2 separate regions of the Thunnus thynnus genome follow, and region 1 is linked to region 2. A link is a contact called in public Hi-C data. All regions are on one chromosome and are shown on one strand. Each heading gives the region's core, a stretch centred on a gene start, on an enhancer-like site or on the middle of the called end of the contact. The rest is flanking DNA. Distances are from core to core; before and after follow the strand shown. Region 1 holds the start of LOC137172410 (ATP-dependent RNA helicase DHX8). Region 2 holds the start of thrab (thyroid hormone receptor alpha b).

Region 1 (5,640 bases), core at 2,491-4,990, 180 kb before region 2:
GATCATCTGAGGGGCAAACAAACAACATGAATACCAGCATGTGATAAAATAAGCCTTCACAAAAGGATTCAGTATTTTCCTCAAAGACTCAAACTGAGCTTCTACCATCTTGAATGTGTGCAGGAATCCATAAAAGCCCACCTGTTTGATCTCCCATTTCTCCGGATCAGAAATTTTGGTGAGCCTCTTGCGCTCCAGGGTGTCGTCCTGCTCCAGCTCGGGGGCTTGGCCCAGGTTCAGGTTGCTCGGCCGGTCAGGGTTCCTCATGGTTATCTCCTCTCCTCCATCTGGTCCCACGTTTCTCCTCCTGTTGGGGTTCAGATCTTCACCTGTCTCCTGGTCCACATCCTGACAAAGGAGGTATGTTTTCAATTAAAGGGACAACAGTCTAGCATACGAGGTCATATGACGATAATAACACATGTAGTGTTTTGAAATCTCTCTCGTTGGAGGTAAAGACGGTTTTAATTGCTGGATTAGTTGATAATGTACTGGCTCGAAACATCACCTGCTCAGGTATTGAGATAATTTCAGATTAAATTGAAATGTACACACTTTCTTTGTGTATTTTCCTTTAATTAACTAATTAAAGCACCAACATTGCTATCGAGATCTACATTTTCCACACAAAGAAAACTGGAATATTTCCCCCAAATTTATGTAGAGAACACAGATACATTTAGCTGATATTCGAATTCAGACTTCACACTTTGTTTAGTTAGTTTTTCTTAGTTTTAGGTTTTCTTACCTTCATACTGAGACTGGTCTTCGAGCCAGTGAATGATAGCACCTTGACTTTGACTCTTTGGCCCTTGCTGACAACATCAGCCACATTGGCTACGCGGCCCTCTCTACGCAGCTCTGAAATATGAACCAAACCCTCCCATCGTTTCCTACAAATAGAGAACAACACAGTTGAGTTTACTGGCAGATAACATCACAGGAATGCAGACCTGAACAGTTACATGCAACTTACAGAATTTATGTTTCTGATTGGGACAAAAAAGCTTTTCATCAGTAACCAGTGGGCTAAGCTTCAACTTTATACTGACCTCAGTCCCTCCAGTTGAACGAAGCATCCAAACTGCATGATGCTGGTAACTTTGCCGTTGTAGATGTCGCCGACAGACGGCTCCTCTGGTGGAGGGCGGTCCACATGTTTGTCCTTCCACCGGTCAGAGTCTCTGTCTTGGTCTTTTCTGGGGCTCGGTGAGCGGTCAGTCCAGCGGGAAGATCTGTCCCTTCTCTTGCCGCGGTCTCTGTCTCTATCTCTATCTCTGTCTCTGTGCCGTTCACGGTCTCTGGAGCGAGACCTGGACCTGGAGCGAGATCGAGAACGATGCCGCCTCTTCCTGTCCCTATCTCGGTCTCTGTCCCGATCTCTGTCTCTGTCTCGGTCACGGTCTCTGTGTCGGTCTCTTTCTCTGCTTCTGCTGCGACTTCTGCTGTGACGTCTGCTCTTTTCTGACCTGGAAGATGAGTAGAACAGGTGCATGAAGTTTAAACATCACAGAACCACAGAATTAAAATATAATTAAATTCACACAATAAACTTCACAACAGGACAAACAGTGGACGTGTGTAATTGCTGGTTGTTATATTTCTGTATAACATTTATCTAACAAAGATTCTTTTTCAGGGAGGAAAATAAAAATAAATCTCCTCAGTTGCTTTACCTGCTCTTGCTGCTTTTCGAGTCCGTCCCACTGACACTGGGCATAAACATCTCCAGCTCTTTCATGGCATCAGCTGCTACTTTCACGTCATCTTCGTCTAGTAGTTTCTGAGGAAGGCAAACGAAAACATTCGTAACATGGTACTATTCAACTATCGCTGGATTACATCTTCTTCCTTACTAATATTTTTAGAGCTTCACAGAGGCAGATTCTTCTAAGTTGACTTACAGACTGACTGAGGTTTATAACCACAGACTAATTTCTTTGTGCTACATTATGTTTGAAAAGTTATGTTGTATATGACTCATACCCACAATTTCTCTGCCTTGAATATAAAATAATCTTCATCTGTCTAGCATTGTCATTTTCAGGTTTTTATAGAATTAAGGAAGTGAGAGCAAAGCATAGACAAGAATAACAATAGCAGTGAACTAAGGCGTGTACCTAGTGCACACTATCATACATGATCAGTGGGTTAGTATCAATTGTTAACATTAACTCCTCTCATTCCCTTTGCATGCAGTTCCCTCCTTGTAATAATGTATCTGACAGTTTGGTAATGAAGTAGAATCCAACTTCTAAACTTCTCCCGTAAGAAAAATTGTATTGTGTGGGAGGTGCAGAGTTGCAATGTGCAAAGTGACAACATCCTAAATGTGGGTGTTGTGGATCACAAGTATGCTGCAAATGAAACATGATGTCTCTCTTTAGGTGTGAACAAGATAAGCCTGTTGGCACTACAGGAGGACGAGATACCTACGATTAACGTGTGAAAGCCAAAACACAGAGTCTCATACCTTTGGTGCAGGATCATTTGGTCTACACAGTGCAGGAAACAACTCCTTCAATCTGTCTTTTTCTGTCTTCGGCTTGACCAAAGCTTCAGATGCTGTTGTGAAAAAAAAGGACATTTTAGAGAGTTGAGACTCAGATTATTCTCAAGGGAGAAACAGTGAGGAAACAAAGCCTAAAGTATTATGTAAAGAAAGGACAGATATGTAATAATTAAATGGTACAAACACAGACAATATACAAGTAAATATTACACAGTATTTTAAAGAAACTGTCACTTAGTGTTAAAGCTGCTTTTAACTTTGGTTAAGAGTTGGACCTAAGCAATGCCCTCACCCAGTTTATATCATTATAATATAAACATTAAATACATAAACAATTAACAGAGGAACTGAGTTATATACTGAGCATTTGGTGAACTTTTCTCTGGCAGCAAACACAGTATGTAGACTAAACCGTTGCTTTAGTAGCTGGCATTTCAGTATAGCTGTAATTAAAGTGCCCAGTTAATTCTCAGACAGATGAACATTAACTTACCTTTACTTGTAGACGCCTTGGATGGGGGTCGCATAGTCTGAATGAGCCTGAGCAAATTGCCGATGAGAGAATCCTACAATAAACAAAACAAGACGGATTTGTTTAGTTGCAAAGAAGAAAAAAAAGCTAACTTTTAGCTTTAACCACTTTATGATTAATAATGCGGCTTTAAGCGTTGAACTTACTGTGAATTCGGCTCCATTTTGGAGCAAAAGAGCTTTGAATCCATCAAAGGTCGGTTGTTTTTCAGCAAGGCTGATGACAAATTCAGCTGTAAAGCAAAGAAACAGAGGAGTCACACGTTGATCGAAAAGAAACGAGGCAACAACTGCAGTCATGTTACTACAAGCCCACAAGTCTGGTTTATTTACACTTTGGCTGGAAACAATATTAAAACTACTCGATTTGTTGGACGACGACCTACTTTATCAGAATATCACACTGTTAACAGCGTTTAGCGTCAACAGTTGCTTTTAGCCGACAACAGCTAAGTTAGCATTAGCTAGTTAGCTCACAGTTTTCGGTTACGGAGGCTGTTCTTAGTAACAAAATACACACCTAGATCCTTGTCACTTATTCCCAGATGGTTGTCAAGCTCCGTGCAGACCTTGGACACCAAAGACAAATACTCAAGTTGCGATAGCTCGTCGACACCACCGTCTGCCATTCTTCACGAGTAGTGTTTTGTTCAGACAACACAAACGCCAGCAGACATATTGGATACGAACAACTTCCGTTTCCGCCTACTCCGGAAACACGTTGCTGTTTTCAGTGTCGCCGCGAGATGGCGCTACAACTGTATGGGATTAAATGTGTGTCACAATAATTGAACAAAATCTACATCATCAATCAAACCAAAAAAATTAAATATTGAAAGTGAAAAATAAACTGAAAGCAAAAAAGTGCTCTGATGTAAAACTTCTTATAAAACTATACGAGTGAAACATTGATTAGCCTACAATATTCGCCATTTTTCTTTCACTGATCAAGATTTCTCATTTGTCACCATTTCTTGCTGCTTAATTTTTCAGTTTTGCTGTTGAACTCTTCACTTTCAGTTCAGAATTTTTCATTTTCAGTGGTCTGGAAGTGCAACAAGTAGTATGACTTACCATGAACCTGGACGCAGCCCTGTAACATCCACCCACATGCCCCATGTCTCAAAACTGAAACTGAAAAATTAGACCACAAAAGTGACTGCAAAATTTCAATTGTAAATTTTGCTTTTGAGGTAATTTTTTGCTTTCGATTTACTTTTATTAATTTTCATATTTTTTTCATTTTTGTTTGATGCTTGGGAGATCTTGGTCAATTATTATGACACAAATTTCATCCCAAACATCTCCACCATGGATGCATCTACATGTGGAGTGTTTCCTGTGAGATATGAATTTGTCATATTGAGTTTTGGCAGAAGACTGGTAAGAATCTGTATGTAATACAAGTGACTTATCAAGTCTCTGAGGTTTAACACAAAGTGAAATAAAGATATCCTATGTATTTTATCCTTATTAGGCTCTTTGTCCTTTCTTTGCATTGTGTAGGCTATGCATTGTGTAAATGTTTCATTTCACCATTGTATATTTATATCAGTACATACATAATATCATTCATTACTGTATATTTGAAAAGGCTGTATATACTGTACATAATCACCTACTATATATATACATAAAGTAACATGTCTTTTTTTGCCATTTGATATTTATCTCAGCACTCATTGCACTCACTTCACTTCTTTGCACTATTTGTATCCTGTTTACAGTTCACAGAAACAGTTCCACCTTTATTTAGTCATTTCTTGTGAATATTTGTGAAGATTCTTCTCTTGTTATTTTGTGTAAGTACACTGAGAGCCACTAAAGCGGAGTCAAATTCCTTGTATGCATCAACATACTTGGCCAGTAAAGATGATTCTGATTGTGATTCTTCTGAAAAAGGTGAAAGGCAAAAGAGGTTTTCGGCATCTTACACCTGGCTCTGTTGTGTCCAAATACAGTAACTTAACTCACTTAATGGTTTCTGTTTTCTGTTCTGTAGGCCTGCAGATATAGCCATGGCCATTGGGATGCAGAGCAAAAGCTGCATTATATCTATGCTAGCCTTGCTGAAAGAATTAGTTTCAGTAACTCTGATGGGTTTCAGATATTTTAGATGTACAAAAAGCATGTTGCTCATTCCATTTTGTGTAGATGTGACTCCTGTGATTTTCACTGTATGATCAAAGATATGTGGACAATTGCACTTGGGCTTGTCCAAATGAAGGAAGATCTTAAAGGATAGGTTCACAGTTTTTCAAGTCTGCCTTAAAACAACAGTCAGGTGTCCGTATGAACAGTGAGAGAGGTTTTCCTCGCTGTAATCATTCCTCCTGTTCATACTGGCTGTTAAAAGATCTCCTTCAAATGTGCTTTCAATGTAAGTGATGGAGGCCAAAATCCACAGTGTGGCCACACAGTCATTTAAAAGTTGATGTGAAGCTTATATGAGTTTTTAGCAGTTTGAGTTAGTCATATCAAGTGGATATCTGACACATTTACAGTCTTTTTAGCATCAAATTCACTATTTATGTTTCCTTGGACAGTGTTTCCCTATTAAGCTGCGGTGGAAGTATAGTAACAGAGGGACTTTGGCA
Region 2 (5,583 bases), core at 1,988-4,487:
CTGCACACAGCCGAGGTTATATAAGTGAACGCTCTATGTTTCGAAGCATTCGGCGCTGCTGCCCTAACCGACGGGAGTAGGAGGGGATGGAAGCAGACGAGGAGGGTTGCTGTGGGGGGGGAGGAGGGGAGGGGGAGAGAGAGGGTAGGGGGGGTGGAGGGGGAGAGAAAAGAGAACGAGAAGGAAAAGGAAAAGAAGAGGGAGGCCAGGAAGAAAGGCAGACAGAAACGGGGTCACAAAAAGAGAGAGGCCCGCTGGGGTACTCGCTGCTGGGAGAGACTGAAGAAGGTCACCTCTGGCCCCCTAAAGGAGCCCCAACCAACCCAACAGAGGAGGAGAAGAGAAAAGAGAGGAGAGAAAAGAGAGAGAAGAGAAGAGAAGAGAAGAGAAGAGAAGAGAAGAGAAGAGAAGAGAAGAGAAGAGAAAATGTAGACCGGGTCACATGGGGCTACACCCAACCACCTTCTCTGTGTTCTCTCATGTATAATCCTGTTACATCACTCAGTCAGGAGCAAATCCAGCATTTCCTATCCGCCTTCCTACTACACATGGAAAACTATTTACAATAAAAGGGAAAACCGGGGAGGGGGGGGGGGGGGTGAAAAAAATATCACCTATAATTTGGGATGAATTTGTCTATTTGCTACTGACAGAAAACACATCATAACATCTTTGATTACGCAGGTTTTTTAACCCTCTTCACAGCCGACACTCGATCCGTTTCAAACCGTATCCTTAGAGGAAATGTTTATACTTGAACGGTGGATTTGTCCAGAGCTAATAATCAACCCAGGGAGAGAACACTGCGATTTAAACCCATGGCTAATGATTAATGAACATGTGGGCATCTGGGGGCATTACAGTACCAGCTGATGTGACTTACATTAGCTTTGTTTCACCCGGTAGCACACTTTTTGTATAAAATCCCTGCTACAGTTTAAACATTACTAATTATTAATGGTGTGTGCAAACTTCCGGGCGCCTTTTTTTCATTTGAGTGCTTTTGGAGGTGTAAACAGGCTTAACTTCATCTGTTAAGTTTCTAGTTTAATATCTATAAGATGGTAAATAGGCTGTTTTTTTACTGTATATACAGTGAAACAGGGCTGTAAACTTTGCTAAAGCTAAAAAGTTTCCCAAGACATCTAAAAGTCTAAATTATTGAAAGCTTCTGCTGTTAGCATATTGATGGGAAATCCATACATCCAGCTGTGAAGCAGACTTCTACGGCCAGCTTTGACATACTGCTTTTACACTGTCACTCCTTATCAGCGATGGTGCAAGATGCTACTGTGAAAACCAATGCGAGCGAGCATCAGGAGCCTGAGAGGGCTCTGAACAGAGCGGTTACATTGAGTGATTTAATTATTACAGCGCCCTAATGCGGCGATGAAGGCTTCCAAACACACAAACAGCTGCAGATACACTACGCAGAATGTCACCATTATATCCATGATCTGGTTGTGCTCAGTCGTGCAATGAGATTATTTTCACTTGGGGATTTTCACAGTGTCAGCCGTCAGTCAGAGGCTGTGTTTTTTCAAGTGTTTCTTGGCAACAATTAGCATCTCAGTTCCTTTATAGTCAGTGCGTTCATGTCAAGGCAGCTCCCTGGGCAATGTTGTCTTTTGAGCCTTACCCACAAAGTACACCCTATTGTGTTGCGTTGAGCGTCACAGAGTCTATTGTACACTATATTTCAAGAGATACATGAATTATGTGTTATGAGCAAAAAAAAGGATGTATTCCTAAAAAGCGAGCATATGCAAGCTGTCTTTAGGTGAGTTTCCCTTTCATTACAGCTTCACCTTAGTTATAATACTTCATCTAGATGTATAGTTTGGTTATAAACACTAGAATAATACCTATATTATTGAATAAAGTGACGGTAAACATTTCAAAAGTCACTTCTACAACATTTCTAGGAGGTAAAGAGGAGGGGGAACCGAATTAGGGTCAGCTAACTGAATCGATAGTGAGTACCAACACACACTAAAAGCTCCCTATAGGAGTATCATGGGTGTATTATAGCTGGTGATCTTTATCGATCAGTCTATCTGCACTCTATCTGTGCACGTGTGCATGCGCGATTGGACTAAGGCGCGCGCCAGAGTGCAGCAGACATAAATCCAAGTTCAGGCCCCAAAGTGCTGCACACACATACGTATATATATATGCATTATATAATTATATACATTTATATACACACCAAAAACAGGACCGTTACCGCCGTGCAGTTATATCCGGCAGTGTTAGCGTTATTATTGACAACAACCGCAAACCAGAGTGATACGTCAACAACATTGTGGCGGAATGGCTGCAGACCAAGAAGATTAGATCCTGCCTCCCGTGCTGTACTGTAACACCGTGTGTACCTTGGCTGCTGATCTGATCTGTCAAACCACCTCCCCCAGGCCACTACTCCGGCTAGCCCCGGCCAAACAACTGCATGCACACCACGCTGTGGACGGGCCGGGTTGAAGCCCGATAACGACACTTACCGTCGGTTACCCCCACGCGGTCAGGACACCAGTACGGCTTGGATATGCGGGCATTAGGCGGAAATGAAGCGGGAGAAGGTCAGCGGGGCTCCTCCGGTTTCTGCACAAGTGTAGCGGCGGCGCTGGATGGCTACACGTCCCCCCCTCTCTCTCTCTTCTCTTCTCTCTTCTCTCTCTCTCTCTCTCTCCGAGCCCGGTCCCTCCGCCAAAAAGGTGCTGCGCCTCGTACCGTCAAAAATTATCTCCCTCCTTCTTCCTGCAAAAGCTATTGCGTGAAAATGAGTAGTTTGTTGTTTCCCCCCTTTTTTTCCTCTCTTGCTGCTTTCCAATAGCGTTTGGATGGGCTGCAAAGACAGAGGGGGAAAGAACCAAAAAGAAATACTACACGGTCGCTCCTCCCTCTGCTTATGTACAGTACAGTAAGGGCAGTGCTGCTGTGTGACCACTTATTAAAACTATCTACCGCTCTCTACAGGACCACCACTGTAAAGCACAAACTGTACACACACAAACACATGTCGGGACGGTTGAGATGTGAAATGCGGAACATCCTCTGCTTTCCTTATTTATCTACTTCATCACTGCGCTTGAAGCCTACTCCCTCCTCCTCCTCCTCCTTCTCCTCCTCATCCTCCTACTCCTCCTCCTCTTCTTCTTCTTCATCCTCCTCATGCTGCCTTTGGGAAGGACAGATTAGTCCACCTTGATGTTAGGAAGCCTAGATAAGGAATGACAGATTTGGTGATGATGGGACGCGACTGTGGTGTTAAATACTGTAATAACACGTCATCAATAGTGTACAAGAGAAACAGGAAAATAACTAATTGTTAATAGAACCGATAATCGATCATTAGATCTCTCATGATTGGATTCAGTGTTGTCAAGTCTTTCTTTTAATGATAATAAAACTGTGATTAGTGCTGAAATAATTTGCCAATTAAACGATTATTGAATAGAGAGTTGAGTTAAATTGTATTGGGGTTATACATAGTATTTGGATATTTGTTTATAAATTGTATACATGAGTTTATGGATGAGTAGTTGAGAGAGAGGTAGAAATAAATAAGTGTATACTTCTTCCCTCTCCTTTTCACACATTATTAATAATAATAAAGTAATAAATAAAGTAATTAATTTGTGTTTTTATGAGAATTTGTTTATCGAGTTTGTTGTCTATGTCTTGTTTATTTCATTTTATTGTTATTCTGGATCTGTTTCTTTAATTTTTACATGTTCGAAATAAAAAAATATTTTAAAAAAGAGGTAAAATTAACATTTAGCCTGTTATGATAATACATTAATCTTCCATCTTTCATTCTGTATAGCTATTCCCAATCTTGTTCTGTACATTCTACTTGTGCTCGATAAAAAATAATAATAAAAAAAGATAATAGATAAATCAACTAAGTACTTTGTTCCGGCTAATGAAATATGACAACTTTCTGTTTTTCTCTGTTCTATATAATTGTAAATTGACTATTTGTATATATATATATATTGGACAAATCAAGTAATTTGAAGTAGGGCTGCAACTACTGTCTGATTTTTTTTTTCATTAATCAATCAATTGTTTAGTCTCTATGTTGGTAAATAGTGAAAAACACCAATAAAAAATCCCCAGAGCTCACAAAGTACATCACTGTCTAACCAGCACCTAAAAACCCTCCAAACTATTCAATGTACAAGAGAGAAAAGCAGCAAATTATCACATTTTAGAAGCTGGAACCAGAGACTATTTGACATTCTTGTCTGATACATGCCTTAAATGATTTAACAATTACAAAAATAGTCGCCAGTTAATTTCATGAAGGTCGACCTGCAGCAGCTTTGAAAATGTCACCACAATTAAAAGCACAAACTGGGAACAGCATTCTGTGAGCGGTATGACCTTTGACTTAGCTATTAGTTCAAAGAAATATTTCACTCTATTTTTTTTTTTCTTATACATAATAGAACTGAATCTGTAACTTTCACTTACATTGATATTGATGTTGAGTGCAATTCATAAGCGATACTTTGCAACATGTTGATCATCACATCATAAACACAAACAGCGTGGATCAGGACACGCTTATCACTCTAAATGGGCTTTTATTTTGCAGTAATCCCTGGCTTGCTGTGCATTATCCCGCTTACACCACGGCTACCAAAAAACCTATGGACGGGTGCACGGACAGATAAGATTCAAGTGGGTAATGCTTTTTCTCGTCATCATATCAGTATTCAATATTAAGCTTGTGGATAAAAAAAAAAAATTTAAAATTCATACCATCACAAGTCCAACTGACACTGCTCGCCGTGCAGGCTGGTGGGTATTTGTGCTGCACAGACTTCAGCTGTGATTCAAAAGATTTCTCCTTCCTTTTCTCAGTCTTTTAACAAGCTGGGAGAAATTTTTGTGCTGAGTGAGTGTTCTGAATGCATGTCATACAGACCGATATTCCTGTCTGACTAATCAATGCAGGACAAGGCCAGCTATGAGAGTGACGCATTTTCTTAGTATTCAATTCCCAACATGTGCACATTTACATTTGATGGTCTTCAATTGCAGAAGTGGAAGCGCTTGTGGTAGAGAATAAAGGTTTATTTTAAGTGCAAATGCCACTGCAGCACCCGCAGAAAAGATTCCTGCTTTTTTCTCTGAAACCATTATCGATGTGTGTGTGCATGTGTGTGTGTGTGTGTGTGTGTGTGTGTGTGTGTGTGTGTGTGTGTGTCTACATGTGTGTTCTAGGCTAAGATATTTCAGTATGTGGGTGTATGAGTTAATATTTGATTACATGCTCGTGTCGTTTGTGGTCCTGTTTCATTTCCACTTCAATTTCCAGGAAGGATTTATTTTGTATAAAAAAAAAGCAAATAAACCAAATAATGGGCCTAATCATAGGAGATGACATTATTGAGAACCATCACCTGCTAATGAGTTAACTCTGCATTCAGTTGTGTTGGTTTCCGTCCCCTGTTGGAGCCTTCAATGCATGCATACTTGATTTACAGGTTGTTTGGAATGCAAATGTCATCCGTTTCTGTCCGTCTCTGAAGGATACCAATTACCAGATTTCCCACAGGTTTACAGGTTGGA

Evidence for each region. A called contact is a pair of places that touch in the nucleus more often than the background predicts.
Region 1: a contact with region 2 is called in a Hi-C map of muscle, with 5 times the contacts expected there. The contact joins the promoter of LOC137172410 here to the promoter of thrab in region 2. A contact is called at or near these places in 2 of 3 Hi-C or Micro-C datasets (heart and muscle).

The regions. Positions count from the first base shown.
Region 1 is chr20:6,404,869-6,410,508 of fThuThy2.1, reverse strand. LOC137172410 (ATP-dependent RNA helicase DHX8) reads right to left here and starts at 3,740. Exons shown (of 23, transcript XM_067576823.1): 1 at 3,564-3,740; 2 at 3,191-3,276; 3 at 3,006-3,078; 4 at 2,474-2,565; 5 at 1,677-1,783; 6 at 1,053-1,469; 7 at 749-893; 8 at 142-348; 9 at 1-6. The coding sequence starts at 3,672.
Region 2 is chr20:6,228,231-6,233,813 of fThuThy2.1, reverse strand. thrab (thyroid hormone receptor alpha b) reads right to left here and starts at 3,237. Exons shown (of 12, transcript XM_067576047.1): 1 at 2,502-3,237.